Regions from separate parts of the Mus musculus genome. Here all the other regions are linked to region 1. The links are chromatin contacts, called in public Hi-C and HiChIP or PLAC-seq maps. All regions are on one chromosome and are shown on one strand. The core of a region is the stretch at or near the end of the contact, and the rest is flanking DNA. Distances in the headings are between cores, read along the strand shown.

Region 1 (5,577 bases), core at 1,438-3,937:
GATACCTGCATTGGATGCATCTGCTGCTGCTCTGGGATCTCTCAAATATCCTTATCCTTGGGAAATGCTGAAGTGGCAAGGTTTCTATCACTCAAGGTTGAGACTGAACACATGTCCGGTGATTGTACCTTGTAGAGAGCAGTCAGCTCTCAACGGATCCTGGAGTGGCATTCATAAGAAGGAAGGTAGACTGATCTTAATAGGGAGCGCGTCACAGCCACATGAGGACCTGACTGGGGAGCTGAGCATGGTGATTTTAGGGATGAAGCTGTTGGTGGAAATATTCTCCTCTTCTTTATGAGCCTGCTGCCTCTGCACTGGTTTCACTGCCCCACCGCTCATCTGCTCATCACAAATGGGCAAGGCCTTGGCTTTCGTGGGCACCCAGCCCTGGCAGGAGTGTGTAACCACTCTGCACATCCTGGCCTCTGAAAGGAAGCCAGGGGGCAGATACCAGGCTGATGCCTGCATGCCTAGAGGGGGAACAGTACCCACCACCCTCCCCTCCATACCAACCAGAGCCTAACTAAAACCAACTTGAGCACTAAAAATAGGACAGGGAGAGGAGTAGACGGAGGCAGAAATGAAATCCATTTGTGACCGAAGGGACTGCAGAGTCTTTTTTCCCTAGGTTGGCACAGTGGTTGGTTGTGCAACCTATGGTTCTCAGCACACTGCTGCTTATCTGGGCTGGCAGTTAAACCGACGGCAGAGCTGGTCTCCCCACAATGGAGCTGAAATTAGCCCAGGCTCAGGGCCAGGCCCAACTTGGTATAGGATGTTTGCAGGTTATGTACTTAAATGGAATGAGTTCCTACAGCAGTTTTCTGTAGGAGGCCCTTCCATGTCCAAGTTAAACTCTCAAGATACCACTGAGAGGCCATGAACACACACAACACTCACATGCACACCGAAACACACAACACATGAACACAAACACACAACACATGCACACAAACACATAACACATGCAGGCATCTACATACACACATGCATGTGCACACACACTCAAGCATGCCCCTTACAGTTCTGCTTTGTCCTCTGCTTTTCAATGGGAATGGAAAGCCAAGTTAATAAGTTAAGCAGTTAGGGGCCATATCACACCCTTGAAAGATAAGGAAACCCAGCACTGGTGAAAATCAATATTTATTGTGGTCAGTGTGCATAGAGACAGGCCCTGTATGTTCACCAGCCTGGACTGCCTGTTGGACAAGGGGTCATGGCTGTATATTTGGAGACCATTTGGCCATCTAGGTCATCCCTGGTCTTGTGGATTCCAACATCCCAAGCTTGATTGAGGCTACAGTTCTTCCAAACTATTGATTGGTTTTCTTCCCGGAACATTCAGAAGATGGCAGTGCTTGCTCGAATGCATTTAACAATTGCAAAGGGGCTGAACAACTGCTCAGTGGTAGAGCTTTTGCCTAACATGGACAAGGCCATGAGTTTCATTCCTAGCACCCGCCTCCTTCAAATCATAGGATTAAGAATTCTTCAAAGGTCTATTTTTCATGATGACTTCTTTGACAACTTTTTAATTGACTTATTTATTTAAAAATTGTAAATTGTCTGTGTGTGTGTGTGTGTGTGTGTGTGTGTGTGTGTGTGAGAGAGAGAGAGAGAGAAAGAGAGAGAGAGAGAGAGAGAGAGTATAAAGGTATTTGTAGATGTATGCAGATGTCTACTGAGGCTAGAAGAGGGTGTCTGGTCTCATGTCTGTGGACTTGAGCTGGCTGTGAGGCCACCTGACATGGGTACTGGGAAGCTAACCTGAATCCTCTGGAAAAGCCACTGAGCCACCTCTTTAGCCCAGAATGACCTCCTGAGTGTTGCATCTTGTCATCTCCTGCCTCTCCTCTTCTGCTTTCTGTCTCCCCATCCTCCTCTTTTTCTTCCACTTCAAGTGTTAAATTCCTTCAAATTATTTATTCTGATTTCTATTTTGATTTTTAAAGGTACACTTTTGATAGATGGCTCATTTTACCTTTGAACTCATGATCCTCCCGTCCTCACCTCCTCATTGCCAGGACGTCCAGGTGTGTGCCACCCTACCCGGCCTTAAAATGTTTATTTGTATTGGTGTCCTTGATCACCTAACACCTTAAGCATGACTTCTGTGCTGTTTGCTAAACTAGTAACTGCCCTTCTGCTGGCTTTTAATAGACAGTGTCCAGCTATGAGATGCATCGTTTGGTCACCTAACTCCTCAGTTCAATGATAACTCACAGACCTGGGCCAAACTGATTGTCTTTGAGTGAACTTGACTGAGGTTCCAGCTTAGCTTCTGCCTCTATCAGTCTGGCCCCTGAACTAACTCCCCCCACCCCCATCTGTAAAGTGAAGAGATGCTCTCTTTGTGTCCTTACCAACTATGGGAGGCTACATTCTTGGCTTCAGGCCTTGAACCAGATGAGTGTAGCTCCTTCGTGAGTGCACCACTGACCTTCCTGCCTCAGGCTTAACTTTCCTTTAGGGGAAAGCTATGGTTAAGTTGGTGACCGCAGGCTGAGTGTCAGCCTCATCTGCAGATGGGGGACTTGGGGAGGGAAAGCTTACCTGATGGGTGACCACTAGATGATTTTCACTTCTGCGAAACAGATCTCTGCTGTTTCTTGGCCCAGAAGCCTGCCACATCTTAGAGTCACCGGTGTCATGAGCCGGTTGTGGAAAGTGGAAATGGGCAGGATGTGGTTTGAACTGACAAAACTGGAGCAAATCACTCATCTCTGGGGTTGGCATGGATACTGAGGGTGGGGGAGGCTGTGCAGGGATACTGACGGGGGGGGGAGGGGAGGTCTGTGCAGGGATACGGAGGGGGTGGCTATGCAGGAATACCAAGAGGTGAGAGAGGCTGTGCTTACTGTACAGCCAGCCAGCATTATAAGTCTAGGGCAGCCCAGCCACTCTGAACATACTGGGCTTGGAAGCTGGGCAGCGTTGAGCCTAACTAGTACTTAGATGGAAGGAAGTAACAAAGTAGGCTTCAGAGTCATAAGATTCTCAATATGTGACCTAAATCCCTGGCATGCTTCTTCTGTACTACCAACAGAACCCTAAACTCAGAAAGAACGTGGCCCTTGACAGCCAGGATCCATGTTGCCTTCATAATACTTCCCATAGCCTTGACTTGGACCTGTGTGTGTCCCAGGGTCATTTGAGGACCTTACCATATGTCTCCACAGTATGGCCTCTGGTTGGACTGTGGAGACAATCAACAAATAACAGGTAAATGAATAGTTAGTTCTAAGCAATGTAAACACCCCAAAAGTCTACTAGTGTGCATGTTGGTTTTTGTCAATCCGACATTAATCTAGACATCATTAGAAAGAAGGAACCGTGGGTGAGAAGATGCTTTCATCACCTTGGCCTGGAGGCAAGCCTGTGAGCCATTTTCCTAATTAATGATTGATGTGGGAGAGCCCAGCCTCGTAGGGGCAGTGTCACCCCTGTGCAGGTGGGTGTGAAACATAAGAGAGAGTGAGCCGAGCAAGCCATGGGAAACAAGCCAGTAAGCAATGTTCCTTCATGGCCTCTGCTTCGGTTCCTGATTCTAGGTTCTTACCTTGAGCTCCTGTGCCGAGTTCTCTTCATGATGGACCATCAGCCGGTTTCCTCCGAAAACTGCTTTTATTTGTGGTGTTTATCCCAGCAATAGAAACATAATTAAGAGAAGTAGGTTTAACAAAAATTCAAGTACTGAATTATCTGGGCTACCATGGGGTTTCAGGGGGATGGGAAGGTTCTGTCCTGCCTTCTTAAGCCTATTGGATGAAGAGCTTTCTGCCTGCCTTTCCTGGAGGGAGGAAGGCTGCTGTGACTTCAGGGCTTACATAACTAACTGCTGACTGACAGTGGTCCTCACTTCTGAGACCCACAGAAATGCCTGGGTGCATCATTTTACATCCCAGCCCCATTGTTGCTCTACCAGGATTGTCTTTGTTGTGCTTGTCATTGTCTGATGTCTTTGTTGAGAAGAATAGCTCAGACAAAGAACCATCACAGTGCCTCGCTGACTGGCTGGGTTTGCTGCATCTTGGGGAGGCTCCCTTCTGACAGACGTAGGAGAAGCCACACATTCTCAGGTCTAAAATCAAGGCAATGGTACAAAACACCTCATCATGGGTGGTCATGGGACTGACAGCATCACGAAACTGTTCTCACAGAGCTGGGTGTGGAGTAAGTACCAAAGAGAGAGCAGCTCATTTTTTAGGTTCTTTCAGCGGCATAATAGTCTTTAAATCATGCAATCTTATTCTGTTTTTTTTTTTTTTTTTTTTTTTTTTTTTCCTGGCATAAACACGATCCAGCACAGCCAACGTTGTTTAATGTTTGCCTGGCTTCCTTCCCTCTGTTTTCTGTCTCTGGGGAGGACAGGAGAGGAAGGACATTCCAATTTCACAAACACTACCTCTGAGTGCCTCAGATTAATGTACAACGCTGAGCTGAGATGACTTTTTATTTTTAGCATGCATGAGTATTTAATGCATGATAATGTTTATGCCACACATCAGTGGGGAATGGAAAGACCACTCACAAAATGGAACTGGGATTAACTAGCTAATTATTTAGGAAAATGTGAGCGTACTTTGAGAAAAAAAGACATCACAGATGGGTCAGAAAGTACTGTTAAACCTATATACTTCGGAATGGGGACCTGTTTATGGGTGTGGCCCTGGGATGTCAAAGGATGTCATTTCTGTGAGTCTCGGAAGTGAGGACCACTGTCAGTCAGCAGTTAGTTATGTAAGTCCACTTAGTCACAGCGGGCTTCCTCCCTCCAGGAAAGGCAGGCAGAAAAGCTCTTTATCCAATAGGTATAAGAAAGCAGGACAGACCCTCCCCCTCCTCCCAAAGCCTATGGTAGCACAGAATTCAGTACTTGATTTTTTTTTGTGTGTGTGTGTGAACCAGGCTATCCAACCATGTAATAGAAAGCATGGGGCTTTAGCCACATAAAATAAAACTGCATGAAAATCACAAGTAAATTAAATCAAAGGGTAAATGTAAAACTGGTTTAACAGCATTCCACTGGGTTCTTTGTTGTTTTGTTCACTTTACAGAGCTCTTTGTATAGGAAGGAATTATCCCTTTGGCTCTAATGTGTATCATATACCACATCTCTACTTGTTTGTAGTATTATTTTTTTTCTCATAGAAACTTTGAAGCTTTTTGCAGTTAAATTCCTAAATCTAACCAATTAATTATAAGATGGCTTCCTTGTACATATACCTCCATAGTCACCTTTAGTGTCACCTGAGACCCAAACCTTGTTAGAAGTAATGCAAGCTACACTGCGGAACTGTGAGCTCTTCTTACAGTCTTCCTTGGGTGGGATTATGCAGAATTTTAAATCTATGTTCTGCCTTAAAGAAGGGAGAAAGCGCTAATAAGTATTTTATGTTAGAATTTAGACAAAACATTGTTAGTCTTAGAGGCCTATCTGCTTCTCAACTCATGTGTTTATTTATTTATTTTTGTCCCAAATACCAAGTAAATGCCTGACATTCCCTGAAGGCTGTCAGAGTCAGAGCCAGGCCATCGCACCCAGAAGTGGCTGGCTCCCATAGATGGAATCCC
Region 2 (5,490 bases), core at 1,976-4,475, 150 kb before region 1:
GTGTCCTCTGTGCCTCTTATCTGCCACAGGACAGATGTTAGCTGTCAAGTCAAGCAAGTTTCAACCACCATGTCCCCGACCCCAGGACATACTCCCAATCTGTTTTGACTCCCCTTCCTGTAATAAATGACAGATCTATGCAGAATGACTAGATGCAATTTCACAGTTAAACTTCACACCCTGGGTGTTTTGCCAAGCACCTCCCCCCTGGAACACAGCCCCCTCCCAACATCCTGGAAACCCTGTTGGATCTGCTGCCATCTGCTCCAGGCTTTGCTTGGGCCTGCAGGACCAGTAGGGCAGAAGTATTTCCTGTAACTGGAATCTTATGCTTGGCCTTCCAGACATTGACAGATAATTGGATGAATTAACTTCAAACAATAAACAGAAAACTGCACGTGATGCAGAATGCACGCTGCTGCCGAGCCAGGCAGCACATACACGAAACTACCTGAGCACATTCTTTAGTTTTTGGCAACCGGTGAAGCTCATTGTCAGAATGGGATTCAGAAAAGGGTCAAGGCCTGATGTGTGAAGAGATGCAAAAATGGGGATGCAGATTCCAAGTGTGGCCACCGATAGGTGTAGGGGGATGGGGAGAAGTTGCAGGGTGCTGCTGGACGTTGCCATGACTGACTGCAGATGCAGTGGGAGTGAACGGTATTCCAGTCTTGGTCACTATTTTATGGCCACTTGTCCTTCTTTACCATGGCCTCAGTAGCTTCATGGTCTTTAGGCATCTCCTCTGCCTTCTCACCTCACACACATACATACAGCACTCGATAAGATGATGGGTATGTTTAGTTAACTTGACTAAATCCTTTTAGACTGAAGAAGTAGACTGCAGCATCCCCTTTGCCCTATAAAGAGACAATTGTTTGACAAATAAGATGTATAAATAAAATAAAAACTGCCTATTATTTAAAAGAGAGAACCTTGAATATCTCTCTGCTCTCTAAGAATGAGTTACAAAACCCCCCCGTCCAAAAGACCCTGCTGCTTCTCAGCTGTCAGCTACCTGAACAGTTCACAGTGGGCTCTTTGGCACTTTAGACCTGATTTTTCTTAGCTCTGAAGTGAGAGAGTTGACTAAGGCGACTGTGTGGTTCCTTACAGCTCTAAGTGTCTGGGTTTATGACCAAGGCTGTGGTGACTCTGACATCTAAAGGACCTGAGTCAATATCCAGCACCCGTATGGCAGTTCACAACCATCTATAACTCCAGTTCCAGATGATGCCCTCTTCTGGCCTCCATGGGCATCAGACATGCACATGGTACACAGACACATATGTAGGCAGAAACACTCAGACACACTGTGGTGGCTTGAATGAGGATAGTCCCATAGGCTCCTGTGATCTTTGTTCTGTTTCATCATCTCTTCAGTCCCCTGCCCCTCCTTACTTCCCATCTCTGGAAGGACAGCTTAAGCTACAATAATTCAGGTTATTACACAATATGTTACCAGAATAGTTACAAGTTACAAAGGGTTACAAGAATAGTTGTTATTCTATGTCTGATTTATTTCACTTACTATTTTCTTCTTAAAAGTCAAGTGAAACACTGTTTTGTGTGTGTGTGTGTATGTGTGTGTAAGTGTGTACATCCTGTATACACACACCATGGTTTTGTTATTCTTTTATGCATGTAACTTGGGTTATTCAGTGCCTTAACTATGATGAAAAGTACTGGGAAGAACATAGGAGTACAAATACTTCTTTGACATATGGATTTTAGTTGTGTTGAATATATGCTAAGAAGAGAGCATACTGGGCCACATAGAAATTCTGGGTTGTTGAGAAACCTACGTTTTATTTTCCAGCATGAATATTCTAATGTATATTTTTGTCACAGTGTAGAGGCTTCGTGTCCACTGCACCCTCACTGGTAAGCAGTTAAACAGCAGTCTTCTTTTGCCATGTCAACTCGCTGAACTTTCATGTCCCTGATGGATAGAGATGCTGAGCATTATTGCCATGTGTCTGTGGGCCATTTGTATCTCTTCCTTTAAGAAATGTGCATTTAGGTCTTTTGCATGGTTTAAAAAATTGAGTTATTTTCTTGCTATTGAATTACTTGGGTCCCTTGTTAGGTATATGCTTTTCAAATATTTATCATGGTTAATTTACTTTTGTTTGCCATTGACCTTCACATCCCAGCTGGAGAGCATAAATTTTAGCTGATGATTTTATTTTCTTGATGTGTTTGTAAAATGAATCTTTTAAAGGGATCAGTGGGATTTTTAGAGGGGACTTTTTTTTTTTTTTTTTTACCTCAAGACTCAATCCAAGAAGGCCTTGGAACTTCTCAGTCAGCTGACACAGGCAAGACCCAAGCTTTGTATCTGAAAAAGTTAGCATGATGTAATTTCCATGTACATTGGAGGATTAGTTTTGCTAGAGAAAAAAAAAACAACCAAAAACAAACAAAAACCTAAGGAAAAAAAGTACTATGATTCTGAAATAAGCTGGCCTGTTACCCCACACTATCTGCATTTCTCTATCATGCTTGCCTCTTAGGAGGTCCTCTTTCATGGAAAACAAGCACGATGGTCACTGTTACTGCATTATCGAACTCAAACAGTAAGGAAGCATAGCTTTATTTGGTTCCTGTCTTTCCTGTGCTTTTAGGCCAGGTTGTAAACAAGCCATAATGCAAAGAGATGTATAACAGAAGCTGCCTTGGAAAGAGAAATTGAATTTATAGGCAGTAAGATAGGATAATTAGTTTTTATATTTAAAAATTCCCTCCACCCGGAAGCCAGTGCTGTCTCCAGTAGAGAGTGGAATTGCGTCTGAATCCCAGGACCTTGGATAATTTCAAATAGTTAAGTGGCAACTGCTAGCTCCACATCAAGTATACACATAAACCTGTGTGCAAACACACAGAAAATATACATTCACATGGCACATATGTGAATTAAAGTGCCAATTCAAGTCCCACAGTTAAGACTGTGCTAATCCTGTATACTTAGAACTCGCAGGCTTAAGGGTTATTGATACAGCACAAAAATAATCCAACTGGCCTTCCACCTGCTCTTTTTTTCTTTCAGGAATTATTTGGAGTTCAAAATCAAACAAATAAAAACATCACAGTTTCTTATGTGGAAAGTAAGAACTGTTACTTGCACTTGTGTTTCCCTGAAGCTCATTGTCTGTAGACTGTGTATTTAAAAGCCCAGGGTAGGGACGGCGAGGGACATGAGATCACCATCTTCCGCTTACCTTCTCAATCAGCCAGCATCTCAGCCCTGATCTTTATCAGAATCAACAAGCAGACACCAGACAGTGGTTTTAGATCTCCAGGGGATTTGGGGGGCACCGGGGTGAGGAGGCTTGCTTAACCACTCTTGGGAGTGCATCCTGTCTGATAGATGCTGTCTACCCAACCTGGGTCCGTGAGGACAGAGAAGAAGAGCATCTGTCAGCTGTCCTGAAGTCTCCCACATCTGGAGTCAGTCACTAGGTCTTTGCCTGGGGTTCAACTAACAGAACTGCCATCCTTTGACAATCCTCTCAGCAGAGAAAAGCTAAGACTAGGATGAACCTGAAGATCAGAGCAGGTGGGCTTCTCCCTCCGCTTTCCCCTTTGCCCTCGCAGGGGGAGGACTCATGAGAATGAGCCCCCATGACTGCACTGCAGATCATAGGAGGTTTCCTTCGCCTCTCAGATCTTGGCCGGGTTCTCTGCCTCCACTCATAAGTCAGTTTCCCAAGTGAAGAAAAGAGATCGTTGTTAAACCATAAACCTTCAGGTCAGCTTTGGTTACATCACATTCCAAGATCATGGCCAAAACCTTTTGTTGAACTGAAACGCTAGATTGGTTTAGTTTGAAATCACTGAGCCATTCATGGCCTAAGGATAGGAAAACTTTCTGTTGTCCAAAGGTGGTTTGTGGTGTGTGGATGCATTTGCTTGCATGGAAAAGTGGGATGGATTTGAAGCAGTGTTTAAGTTGTGGGGCAGACTAAAGAAAACAGTAGTATCCAAAGCACTTAAAACCAGAAAAAGTTCCATAGGCACACTGAATCATGCACTTACGATCACCCCATTCAGGTACAGTTCCATCCAGCCCCTTGATGTCTGCAGAGTCACATCAAGTTGTGATTCTTGTTTTCCAATACTTGGTTCTTATTTGCCGTGTACTCATTTACGTTGCAGACTGTTGCTTACCAGTGTGACTCTGTTACCAGAACGTGCATCTCTCTGTCATACATCTGGGGAAGAGGCTAATGGTGATTTATGTCCTTTTAATTGATACTCCTCTAAACTGCTATATTTATAACTTCTTCATTCAAACTGCTTAATTTATAATTAGTATTTCCAAAGATTTGTTTCTTAAACTTTATTTATTTATTTAATGTATATGGATGCTTTGTGCATAAGTATCTGTGCACTGTGCATTCCTGGTACCTAAGGAGGCATTGGAACTGGAGTTATAGACAGTTGTAAACTGCCACATACGTGTCGGGAATTAAATTTCCTGAATTCTCTGGAAAGGCATCCAGTGCTCTTAACTGCTAAGCCATCTCTCTAGCACCCCTTTTAAAGGTTCATCATCATTAAAATTGTGCGTCTGTGTGTGTTGGTATGCTCACGTGAGTGTGTGTGGTGGCAGAGACCAAAGGCATCAGACCTCCTGGAGTGACTCTGAGCCACTTCATGTGGGTGCTGGGAAGTGAACTTGGTTCCTTTGCAGGAAATACACATTCTTAGCCACTAAGCTATCTCTCCAGCCAGGGTTTCTTTATATCTTTGTTTTATTTTCTATACATGAATGTTTTGCCATGCACTGCCTGTGTGCTTGGTGCCCACCTACACACACAGGGTATCAGATCCCCTGGAACTGGAGTTACTGAGGGTTGTGGTGTGGTGCTGGGAATTGAACATGGTTCCTCTGTAAGAGCAGTCAGTGCTCTTAACCACTGAGCTATCTCTCCAGCCCCTTTGTTTAATTTATAACAAATTAACTGTGGAAAGAGGAGAAAGCTTGATTTTATTCTTTATAGTTGTAGTGGTATGGCTTCAAAGAAAACCTTGCCTTAAATGTTTAAAATATCATTCTTTTTCAGTTTTTCATTAAAAGGTAATATATTTGAAATACACTTGCTTATTGGTGAACAATTCATTAGTTAAGCTAATTATTTTAAATAAATACTATGTTCCTGAGTTCAATATGCAAGAGCTTGCAAGATGAGTGTGACAATGCACACCTGTCATCCCTGTGGTTGCAAAGCTGAGACAGAAGGATTGAGAGTTTGAAGAGAATTTGTTTCAATAAATAAACAATAAAAACTTCAAGAGGTTCTAAAAGACATGTAGTGAGGACTTTTATCCTAATACTGCCTATAGACAAAGATATATTTTTCTCAGAATCTATGCAATCAGGGTCTTATGGTATATACAAATACACATATATATACTTCATTTATGGATAAGATGATAAATATAGGTGGATATATGCCAATATATGTATATGCATATGTATATATA
Region 3 (5,779 bases), core at 2,703-5,202, 240 kb before region 1:
GTCTGTTGTAAGGCAATTTTTACTATAGCTTAACTATAGATTTGTTTTCCATGAGTTTTATATTAACTTAGATTTTTAAAAACCACTCCCTTAAAAATACTTTAATTTTTTGTTATTTCCTTTATTCTTGTGCCAAAGCTGTGCCCTTGTCTTGCTCAATGAGCCTAGATGGGTCTTGCAGGTCATTATAGGAAGCATCCTGTGTGAACATAACAGTGCTAGTGTGGCTCCCACAGGCCAGATCCAGGGAATCGATATCAGCGCACATTTCTATCCTGTTCACAAAAGACCCCTGCACCTTGAATAAGCCTACAGGGGTGCATACTGTTCTGTAATGGGAGTTTATCCAGGTGTGGTTATACTTCCTCAGCCTTTTTCCAAACACATGGGCTTACAGTCCCTTTTGCAATCTGTTCTGAGTACAGATAAGATTCCAGAGGTTTTCCTCCTCCTGGATAAGCTGAACAATAACTCTCTTCACAGCAAATTAAAAAGCACACTGACTGGTAGGTGCAATGCAGAGTCAGCGTATCCTGGGGAGCCCCACCCCAATGGATACACCTGCATCACAGCTCCTGCAGCATCAGGAAACATGGAAGGGGAGCAAAAAGATCTTAAGAGCCATGCTAGGAAGTCTGCAGTGGAACAATCTGTCATAGAAATGGCTGCATAAACAAGACCTGGACAATGGCAATATCAGTAGGTATGCTATTGAGGAAAATGGGAAATCTCCTGGGGTCACTCCCACTTCTGCACAAATAGGCAACTGGTGACTGCTGAGAGACAGGGTTACCCAGTCATAGGCATAAGCCCCCTAATTCATTGTCCAATACAAGATGCTCAATATTGAAACCATATACACAACAAAAATGGACTCAGCAGGTTACATTTATAGATCTGTACATGCAAACATGTACCTGGTAATCAGAGAAGAGGCTGTGAGTCTGAGACTGAGGGGGACTGTGGAAGGAATGAAAGGGAACGTACTTGAGAGGAGCTGGAGGGAGGAAAGGGAGAGTGAAAGGGATCCATTCTAATTAAAAATGGACTTTAAAAGTCAGTTTATTGAGTAACATACCAAAACCTGCTACACCATATTTTTGAAGAATCATTTTCTAAGTCCCAAAAGACTAATGGGAATGTGTAAGACCAAAGTGGTATAATTCTGCCAGATACTTTGGTCATGTGGTCATGGTGACCTACAACTGGATATAGCAGGAACTTGGTAATGATCAGTATCTTTTGACACTTTTTGAGACAGGGTACCATGTAGCCTAGGCTATCTTGGACTTAAGGTATAGCAGAGAATAACCTTAATGACTGATCCTCCCCTCTTCGCCTCTCAAGTGCTGGGGTTTATGTGTACACCACAGTACCTTACTGGGACACAATATCACAAGGTGTTCTTTGGTGAGATTTACTCTACAGATAGCCAAATATAGAGAAATAGCGTTAAAAGCCTCTGGCTTCCCTGTGGACCCTTCAAGTATTAGAGGTTTGTTTTACTGAAGTGAGCTTTGCCCAAAGGCTAGATGTTATCTACTTATCAGAATTCATTCTTATCCAAGAAGTAAGTTCTTTCTTTGTTTTTGGGAGGCTTAATAGGGATATCTTTGTTTAAGGGAGGCTGGCCAAACAGGACTTTAGGGTGGGGCTGATGATGCCTGCAAGATGAGCAAAGTTATTTAGGACTCCCACTATATTGACTTCTTTCAGTCAAGGCTATATACTTAGATCACAATCAAAATTCTGGACATGGAATGCAGGTGAGTTTCCTTGGCTGCAACACTAAGCACATTGCCATTTATCAGGCCTGCCAGAGCTCATGAGAGCTTCTCTCTGAAAAAGAACAGCAATTAAAAAAGAAAAAAGAAAGAAAAAAAAAGAGTCAAAAGACTGGGTCTCAATGCTAAATTCCAGCTCTATACAGTCCAGTTCATCATCACATGACCTGTCGGAATGATACCACTTTAGGCTCATAGATCCCCCTTGGACTCCACGTCTCAAAGAATGACACTTCAAGAGGGGCTTTAAAAGCAGCACACCAAGTCTATGGGAGGCTACAACAGTAGCTTTGTGTTTGAGCCCTCCCACCTGCCCTGGGCACTGTTTCTTGGTGTACTGATCTGTTTCCTTCCCTGTGATAAACATAATCAGGAGTGTGACAGCTTTTCTGGAGCACTACGAGTCCATCCAACAAACTTCCCTTCAACCAGAGGGGTTGGGAGCCCTTCAACTTCCACCTAGTTTTACAGGTCCTGGGAATTGTTCCCTCACATCTATGAACTAACACTGGGCACAGATCAATAAAAGAAAAAGATTAATTCCTTTTGCTGTTTGTAACCACAACTACATTTCTTTAAATAAAAAAAAAAAAAAGGAAAAATATTTACCAAAAAAACAAAACCCACTATGGAAAGGTTTTAATAATCCTGAGGAAAAGAGTTTTGGAGTAGAGGGTTTGAAAGTCTGGAGTTGACCTAGCTGAGTGAAAAGTTATGCTACTACTTAAGAAAATGGTCTGGCAGAGCCCTTCAAATGCTGTTGCAGAGTGGCTTGAGGGCCAGCGATGAGAGAGCCAAAGCATGCACACTCAAAAGCTTATATGTGAAAGTACATAGATTTGGGATTTAATACCTTACTGTGACACAATAGCACAGGTTGTTCTTTGTTACGATTATAATACAATATGGATAGCCAGCTATATTGAGAAATAGAGTTTAAAATCTCTGGCTACCCAGTGAACCCTCCAAGTGTTGGAGGTTTGTTTTGCTCAAATGAGCTTTGGCCAAAGGCTAGATGTTAGCTTTATATCATCCTAATCCAGAAAGTAAGTTCTTTCTTTGCTTTGGGGAGGTTTAATAGGAATGGCTTTGTTTAAAGGAGGCTGGCCATACATGACCTTACCAAAAATGTATTCAGTGAGTGTGATGGTGAACGCCAAGACATACTAGTAGAGGTCAGAGGACAACCTACCTTGTGGGGCCAGAGGGATCTAGCACAGGACTTAAAGCTTTCTAGCAAAAGACCTTCCTTCCTTTTGGATCCAGTAGCTTTTTTTTTCTTTTGTTATTGTTTTGATCAAAAAGTGATGAGTGAAAAAATAATCTAGCCTACACTAGGATATTATCAACAATAAAAAGAAATTAAATACTGATAGGTACAGTATGGAAGAATCTTAGTATGCTAAGTCAAAGAAGCTAGGCACTGCAGAGGGCATATTATTAGAACTCCACTTGTATGAATAGACAAGTCCAGAGAGCTTTGTGATTGCCTATAACTGCACCATTTAAGAGAAAATGAGCTGGGCGTTGTGGTGCACGCGTTTAATCCCAGCACTCGGGAGGCAGAGGCAGGTGGATTTCTGAGTTCGTGGCCAGCCTGGTCTACAAAGTGAGTTCCAGGACAGCCAGGGCTATACAGAGAGAGAGAGAGAGAAACTGAACTGTGACTGTTAATGACTATAGGGTTGCTGTGTAGGGCGACAAAAGACTGTGGCGATAGTTTAGACACTAAACTAAAACTATTTTAAGTCGGTGGACCAGATGTTGGAATTAAATCTCTACAACGGTGGCTCCCCGCGCCTCCGCGTTTGCATCTGCTTTGGTTACAGGATGTATGTACAGTTTTCAGCGAAATTCAATTATCAGAAATCCAAGTCAACGCTCAAAGCGAAAGGGAGCGGTGACCATTTTCTGAGTGAGCCATAAATACACGAACTGGAATCTGTGATTTCAAAGAAGAATACCAGGACTTAGGCACAGAACAAAATCCGTGGATCCAAAAGCCACCGTTTGCAAGCCTCCCACGACGTTGGCGGGCGGGCCAACGGGGAGGCCAAGTACCCGGAGCCTACGCACGCACAGCCTGCGCAGCCGCAGCCTGAAGCTGAAGGGGGCGCGGGCCCAGGAGCTAGTCCGACAGCGGAGACCGCCCCGCCCAGGCTCCTCCTCTTCCCTTCGCCGCCGTCCCGCCCTCGCTCGCAAACCCAAACACTCCCGGCTGCTGGTGCATGTGATCTCCCAGTAGTCGCTCGGCAGAGATGTTGCTGTTGGCCGCTGCCGGCCTCGTGGCCTTCGTGCTGCTCCTCTACATGGTGTCGCCGCTCATCAGTCCCAAGCCCCTCGCGCTGCCCGGCGCGCACGTAGTGGTGAGTGGCCTCCTGTTGCTGAGCTTGCCCAGGACTGCTTGGCCGGCTTGGGCCAACGAGACCACGGTCCCGGAAAGGAACGGTTGAGTGGGGCGGGTTACCTACTGCCTTAGCCCCGGCATTGCCCTGCCCTGTCGGACCTCAGGAACCCGCCCTCCAAGGCGCCGGGCTACAGGGCAGTGTCGTGGAGAAGGCGCCAGCCTAGTTTCCAGGACTCAGGGGCTCTGCTGCTCGCTGATCCCCGGAGCATCCCTGTCTGCCACTGTTTGGATCTTCAGTTTCCCCAATGAGTCAACAGAGAGACTGAGAAACTTTGCCAAGGACACGGCAGTCGGTGACTAGCAGGATAAGGGCGCAAACCCGGATGGGAGTAGCCACAGCCAGGGAATCCTAAGGAGCCCACAGCAAGGAGGGGGTCTGGGCCTCTGGGGCTGGCCCAGGCAGCTGAGACTGTAGGGTGTCGTGTGCAAGTGACAAAGAGCCCCCAGAGGCTTCTAGGAAGTGATACACCTGAGGGGTGGCCTGGCAGGTTTGGCCAGCAGGCTTGTCTCTGAACTCAGCCAGGGTCTGCTGAGTACTGCTCAAGTGCAGTCCTTTCTGGCGTCAGAAGGAAGAGCTAACCAGCTTGATTAGAAGCTTAAGATGGAAGGAGATATGAGTGGTTTGGTTTGTTAAAGTCCGGAAGCTCGCACGTTCCTATGTGCAGGCTTGGCTATGCCTCCACCCCGCCCCCACAGCTCAGAGCCTCAACTCTGGCATTTCTCCTCGGTGTCCTATATAGACCCAAAACCCGAGGCACAGTGAGGCGAGGAGTTGCGAATAAGGACAGCTAGTATCCAAACCGGCAGCACGAATCTCCTTGGTGCCCTTAGGTGACTTACATGAGTGCATCCAAGTAAGTCCCCACTGCGTTGTTACAGGATAGAGTGGTTATCTTAGTATGATTTATCCCAAACAAGAATTTCTGGATGACAACATGTGTTTCCATTAATTTGTCTTTTGTAAAATTACTGATTTATTCCCAGCTGCTGCTATGCATGATGTGGAAAGAGTTATTAGAAAAAGCCAAAGTTTACAATCATGCCAAGTTGCTAAAGTTTTACATCCACAAAATCGTGACTAAAGCAGTTGAACTTGCCGGCTGAGGAAATGGCTCAGTTGGTAAAGTGCTTGCCGTGCATCATGCCCTGAGTTAGGGTCCCTAGCACCCACATGCTCACTGGGCCTATGCCTCTAACTTCAGCACTGGGGCCACAACCTGTGGATCCCTGGAGCTCACTGGATAGTTTGCCTAGACGCACGAATGATCTTCAGGTTCAGGGAGAAGCCTTGTCGCAAAAATTAAGGTGCAGGGTGACTGAAATGCCAGACACTGCCAGCCTCTGCACAGGTGCACCTACATACACAACGCTGAATCAACTTGTGCTTGTATAGCTCAGCTGTGGGGCAAGGGAGGAGAGCCAAAGTCAGAATGAAAACTAATTCGACAACTACAAGGTACTCACAACTACCCTTGGTACTTGTTCTTGTGTCCCCAGTCCCCGGCTCTTTCACAGAGGAGGTTAGGGCTGTTTCAATAGACGCATTCTTTTTCCCAACATATTTTTATTGATTCTTTGGGAACTTTAC
Region 4 (5,314 bases), core at 2,376-4,875, 180 kb before region 1:
AGGAAGGGTGTGTGCGGCTGGTGTGCGTGAGGCAAGGTGGGCTTGTGTGTTTTGGAGCATCACTGCAGTTCACACAGCAAAGGATAAAGGCCTTTGTTCATAAACCACCCCAAATTTAGTGTTCTACCCTTAAGTTTACCATCAGTTTCAGGTCAGTTACTATGCAGCAACATTAATTAAAGAGAACTACTATTTTTGGATTACGTGCTTGAAGCACCCCTCCACTTCTGGATCTCTTGTTGGTCTCACCCCCTTCTATTTATTGTAGCACTGGCTATTGGACTGGGCGTTAAGCATAAGGAAGGAAGGACACGAGCACTTATTGAACTCCCATAAGTGCCAGACCCTATGTTTAACCTTAGTAACCTCCTAAGAATGGAAAGCAGAATTAGAGATTCAGAAACCGCACGACCTCTCCACTGAGAGGCAAGACCAGCTCTTACATTCAGGCAACCCCACTGCTAACTAAAGTCCTATAGGACTTAAAGAAAAATGTAAGCGTTTAAACACAGATCCATTCAGAATGACAAATGGATACATGCGAGGTTCTTGTTTTTGTTTTTGTTTTGTTTTCTTTAAGAAGCCACTTAGTCATCTGCATTTCAGTAACAAGGAGATGAAATCTTTCCCACTTTATGGGGTCCAAACAGTCTTTCACAGAGCTGAGGGGAAAAAAAAAAATGAAGCTTTTAAAGGAGTCTTTTCTGTTTCTTTCTTCTCTGGCTCCAGCATCTGTGCAGCTTTTGGAAAAATAAGTGGTCACCGTTGTTTTGTTCAGGGCCAGACACCTGACTGCTGTGCTCTTCCAGGGGTCAGCATATTCAGAATAACACCCCCCCCCCCCCCACCGTGCTGTCCTCCATCCAGGCAGTGACTTCACCAGCAAATTGTAACCTGCCTAATGCCTTTAATAAAAAGGTGGGAAGGTCTGTGGCTTCAGGTCCTCTGTCCTCCTGACTCCCTGGCCGTTCTTTTTTTAGGCTAGACCTTTGTGTGTGTGTTTTTTTTCCAGCGTCCAGGGGGTGGAATGACATGTTGCTCACATTTACAAGGAGATGATGTATCTCCTTTAAAAGTTAGCTGTAAATTTTCTTCTACTCAGAAATAAACCTACCTCCGGCCAGATGAGGTTTCCATGCCTGCGTCCCAGAACTCGAGGGTGCTTCCATAGTAACTCTTGACTGGGATGCATGCAGTGCTGAATCACAGGGCTCAGGGAGCGCCAGGGTAGGCCGGGAAATGCTTTTCTTCAGTGAAATGTAGACACCAAACTCTGACTAGTGAGGACATTCTTCCTGCTTTCTTATGAAATGTTTCTGTTATGTTTTGTCTGAGACAAGGCCTCTGTATGTATCTCTGACCAGTGTGGAACTTGTCATGTAGACCAGGCTGACTCAAACTCAGAGATCTGCCTGCCTCTACCCACTATGTACTAGGATTAAAGGTGCAGACCACCACGCCTGGCCAAATGTCTCTTTTCTTCTCTTTCTCTCTTTTTAAATTGATAAATTTCTTCATTACTAAGCATAGATGAGTCGAAAATTTAAATAACTTCAAGTTCACATGCAGAATGTAAAACTCAAGAGTCAACAAAAAGAATCACATGTATTATTTTTTTAGTAAAGCATAGATAAATACAAAATTAAATGTTTTTTTCCAAGCCTAACTAATGTTAACACTTTTAAGAGCAGAATAGCATAGTATTTCTTAAGACGCCAAAAAAAAAAAAGGAAGAGAAATTGTTATTTAGGTCCAGGGAAAATAATAACCTTTCATTAGGCAAGACAGAGTTCAACATGAGGCTCCTCAAATGCCCAGCCTCTGTGGTGGTGACTGAACTAGCCAACTGTTTATTCTTGTTTTAATTTATAAGGAATAACCCAACAATGTAGTATTGAAAAGGCTGCTGTATTTTTTTTAAACCCTGACTATCCCAGTGTATTCCCACTCCCAGTGTCTCCCATCTTTTAGTAGAGTGTGTGTAACAAGTGCTGCTTTAAGGACAGGGGAGGACTTTGGCTTTGGTGTGAGAGGAAGAAAGTCCCACGCTTTGACCTCAGTTCTCTTGGGTTTCCTCCTGATGTACCCAAGAAACAGCAACCTTTTGTCACAGAACTGTAATCTGTGTGGAGGAAGCTTTCAGAACTACAGACACATTAATGTCTTCAGCAATCTCTGCTCAGTGGTGGCCGTTCCATACAACAGCAGCTGTGCAGGGTGAGCTTGCTAGCATTTACATCCAGAGCCACTGCGGACTCGGTCACCGTTCCCTAGCCAACTTGCAAAGAAACAGTGTGTGTATGTGTATTAGAATTTACCGAGTTTGCTAGGTTTTGTTGTTTTTGAGACAGGTTTCCACTCTGTGCCTTAGATGGCTCTAGACCTTACCTGTACTGTTCTGAGTACTGAAGAAGCAATACTTGAGGTTGTATAGACCCTCCTGTATTCACCTCTTTAGTACTGGGGTTAATGGCATGACTTACCATACCTAGCTAAAAGTCATATTTTATTATTTTTTGTGGTATTTGGTATTGAACCAGAGACTCCAAGTACACTAAGCACCCTAGTTTACTCTTCTATTGTGAAAAGACACCACAACCATAGCAACTTTTATAAAAGAAATAATTTATTTGGGTACTTGCTTACAGTTCTAGAAGGTTAAAATCATTATTATTATGGCAGGGAGTATAGCAACAGGCAGATAGGTATGATGCTGGAGCAGTAGCTGAGAGCTTGCATCCAAATGCACGGGCAGCAGGCCGAGAGAGACAGACAGAGAGACAGCAAGCAGAGACAGACAGACAGAGAGAGTGTGGCAGAGAGAGCCACTTGGCTTGGCTTAGGCTTTTGAGATCTCAAAGTCCACCAGTGACATATTTCCTCCAACAAGGTCACACCTCCTAATCCTTCTAATCTTTCTTAAACAGTTCTGCTCTCCAGTGGCTAACGAGCATATGGGAGGCCTTCTTATTCAAACCACCACGCTAAGTGCGCCCTCTGCCACTGAGCTCCATGTCATTTTAACAATGCTGTTTAATGCTGTACAGTTGCCATCATTTTCCATCACTAGGACTTGTGTGATCCCCAAAGAAAGTCTCCTCCCATCAAATAATAACTCTGATTTTTTTTTTCCTTTTCTGGGGAACAACCTCTGCTTTCTCTGCCTATAAACCTGGCTATTCCACACCTTTTCAAAGCAGAATAACAATTTAGCCAATTTGCATTCACAAGGCATTTTCTCACAAGAGTATTGATGTTTTTCCATCAGCCAATCATGACAGCAAATGCATTAAACCAAAACCAAGTTAAATGAGAGAGATCTACACATTATTAAAACAATTGTTTTAGAGTCTGATGGTATTTTTCTTGCTGTGTAGCCAACTCTCTAACAGAAACAACTAAACGGGGCAAGAGTGACTTTAATTGTCAGGTTCAGAGCTTAGCTCATTGTTCTTGACCCCACTGGTTCTGGGCTGATGGTGATGCTGAGTATCATGGCAGCAGAAGAGAAGAGAAAGAAGCTGTTCATCTCATGACAGGAAGCAGAACAGAAAGAGGAAGAAGCTACAGCAAGATATTCTTTCAAATCCTACCCTCAATGGCCTGCTCCCTTCAGCCATGCCTAGCCTCTCACTATTTCCCAACAGCCCATTCAGTGGGTGGCACCGTTGATGAGGTCGGAACCCTCACACTAAAACTGTCTGTGGAAATGCTAGAGCTAAGCTTTAAATAACTCCTCGGCACTTCTCAGGCCAAGCGAGTTGTCAATCAAAACTGATGTCACTCTGCTGTGAAGGGCAGCCTGGCAGCTGAAAAGGCTGATGATCTTCTGCAGCCCTGTGTATGGAGCAGACTCAGGACCCCAGAGGTCCTTCTCAACTCCTACCCAACTCAGCACAGCGCTCTCCAGACAAGGGAATTGCTCACAGCAACAGGTGGAAAATCCAGAAAAAGAGGGCAATGATTTGCAGAAACCCCTCCATTCTAAATGGTTAACATTTTTTGAAAGTTTAGGCTTCAGCCATCTGAAAAACCCACTTTGTGAGACAATTCATTTCAACTCACTGTGAAAGAGAAGGTGAGTGGGGTGCAGAGTTTAAGTCAGTGTTTGCTGACCTGCTTTGTGCTTTTTCTCTTCTCCTACCTTACTTTAGAGTGGAGAGTTAGGTGAGAACTCTCAAGTGGGCATACAGCAGTTTACAGGGGGAGTTTTGGCTTTACCATTGAATCTTTATCTCTTTCTGTGTATAAAGTCACTTATTTATAAGGGTCACTGGCATTCTGTGTCAGCTAGAGTGGCTCTGGGGAGGCTACTTCACATAGACTGACCCTTAACCACCATTTTGGACAGTAGGGTATGATAGCATCTGGCCTGGTTGGAGGCCTGACCTGTTGTGATAGAATTGCGGTTGGAGTCTGGACACACCACACCAGGCCAATGAGAGAGGTTTATTGTGAAGGAAGAGGGCAAACAGGGTGATGGAGATGAAGGGAGAAGAGAGAAAAGAGAGGGCAAAGTTCAAGAGGGTCTGCCTTTTATTTAGTCTGATTTAACCGCTTGCATGAGAGGTAAACCAGATGGATACTGGGAATGTATGGCAATTGCCATGGCAACAGATGCATGGGTCCCTGTCCCCTATGGGTGACATCACCGGAGGGAACCTGCAACCAAAAAAAAAAAAAAGCTGGTTCCTGATACCAACATTGCCTGTGATGGAGAAACAAAGAAGTAGATTACAGACCTGTGAGCTATCCTGAAAGGAAGTGCAGAGTGGCCATTGGGCCCAATGGTCTGGGGAGGTGACTAATGGCAGTGATTGCAGGGTGAAGCTGGGGTTGAACCTAACCAGCACCAGAGTAGCTTGTGTAGACACACTACTACTGTTGTTCCAGACTTGAGTTTCCAGAAAGCTGCTTCTCTCAAGGCCTTGGATGTGATGACTCGGGGCAAACGTGAGCAGCCGCAGGACGCTTGTTTAGGAAACCATCTATCTTGTGTAGACAGAGTATCTGAGATGACCTTAGCAGTAATAACAATGGTAATGATAACAACAGCACAGCCTTTCCCCTGGCACAAGAAACCAGTTTTGTAATGAAACTGGAATTTCCCTGGGGAATAGCCTTAGAGAGAACTGGGCGGGTAAGATAAAAATAACCAATATAAAATAGTGTCTGATTGTGTTCTGTTCTCTCTTCTACACTTGGCCTTGCGTGATTTACTTTGTTTAGCTGTCATGTTGAGTGTTACTTCATTTAACTGGTGCATCCTTTGGTCCAGAGAAAGAAAGATGGCTCAGTGGGTTTAGAGGCCATT

The links. Hi-C and Micro-C count contacts between places; a contact is called where the count stands out from the background. HiChIP or PLAC-seq counts read pairs in DNA pulled down with a chosen protein or histone mark.
Region 2: a contact with region 1 is called in a BATF HiChIP or PLAC-seq map of CD8 T cells, with 6 read pairs. The contact joins two enhancer-like sites. A contact is called at or near these places in 1 of 15 datasets of contacts at CTCF or cohesin (CD8 T cells), 1 of 484 Hi-C or Micro-C datasets (bone marrow-derived macrophages), 4 of 115 datasets of contacts at active chromatin or transcription factors (CD8 T cells, the HPC-7 cell line, bone marrow-derived dendritic cells and 1 more) and 1 of 9 other capture datasets (bone marrow-derived macrophages).
Region 3: an H3K4me3 HiChIP or PLAC-seq map of pro-B cells shows a contact between it and region 1, with 5 times the contacts expected there. The contact joins the promoter of Kdsr here to the enhancer-like site in region 1. A contact is called at or near these places in 11 of 39 promoter capture datasets (the 3T3-L1 cell line, 3T3-L1-derived adipocytes, the C10 cell line and 7 more), 3 of 15 datasets of contacts at CTCF or cohesin (the NIH/3T3 cell line, large pre-B cells and pro-B cells), 2 of 484 Hi-C or Micro-C datasets (bone marrow-derived macrophages and granulocytes), 20 of 115 datasets of contacts at active chromatin or transcription factors (the 230-238 cell line, CD4 single positive thymocytes, the HPC-7 cell line and 13 more) and 4 of 9 other capture datasets (adipose tissue, bone marrow-derived macrophages, embryonic stem cells and 1 more).
Region 4: a Hi-C map of myeloid progenitors shows a contact between it and region 1, with 2.8 times the contacts expected there. The contact joins two enhancer-like sites. A contact is called at or near these places in 2 of 15 datasets of contacts at CTCF or cohesin (CD8 T cells and large pre-B cells), 6 of 484 Hi-C or Micro-C datasets (CD8 T cells, the CH12 cell line, bone marrow-derived macrophages and 3 more) and 8 of 115 datasets of contacts at active chromatin or transcription factors (the 230-238 cell line, CD4 T cells, CD8 T cells and 5 more).

What each region holds. Positions count from the first base shown.
Region 1 is chr1:106,512,866-106,518,442 of GRCm38.p6, reverse strand. No RefSeq gene overlaps it. Among named protein-coding and RNA genes, the nearest start is that of Gm41928, 8.0 kb to the left of the region's middle. Within about 2 kb of position 2,687, at least 85 of the 459 cell types and tissues checked have an H3K27ac peak or open chromatin away from gene starts, as enhancers often do. A contact at or near this core is called in the 230-238 cell line, CD8 T cells, the CH12 cell line and 9 more, where this site is marked.
Region 2 is chr1:106,661,051-106,666,540 of GRCm38.p6, reverse strand. The region is part of intron 1 of Bcl2 (B cell leukemia/lymphoma 2); the gene reads left to right. Among named protein-coding and RNA genes, the nearest start is that of Gm37053, 49 kb to the right of the region's middle. Within about 2 kb of position 3,225, at least 16 of the 459 cell types and tissues checked have an H3K27ac peak or open chromatin away from gene starts, as enhancers often do. A contact at or near this core is called in CD8 T cells, where this site is marked.
Region 3 is chr1:106,757,915-106,763,693 of GRCm38.p6, reverse strand. It overlaps Kdsr (3-ketodihydrosphingosine reductase), which reads left to right and starts at 3,952. Exons shown (of 10, transcript NM_027534.2): 1 at 3,952-4,150. The coding sequence starts at 4,043.
Region 4 is chr1:106,694,227-106,699,540 of GRCm38.p6, reverse strand. All of the region lies in intron 1 of Bcl2 (B cell leukemia/lymphoma 2), which reads left to right. Among named protein-coding and RNA genes, the nearest start is that of Bcl2, 17 kb to the left of the region's middle. Within about 2 kb of position 3,625, at least 47 of the 459 cell types and tissues checked have an H3K27ac peak or open chromatin away from gene starts, as enhancers often do. A contact at or near this core is called in the 230-238 cell line, the CH12 cell line, the HPC-7 cell line and 2 more, where this site is marked.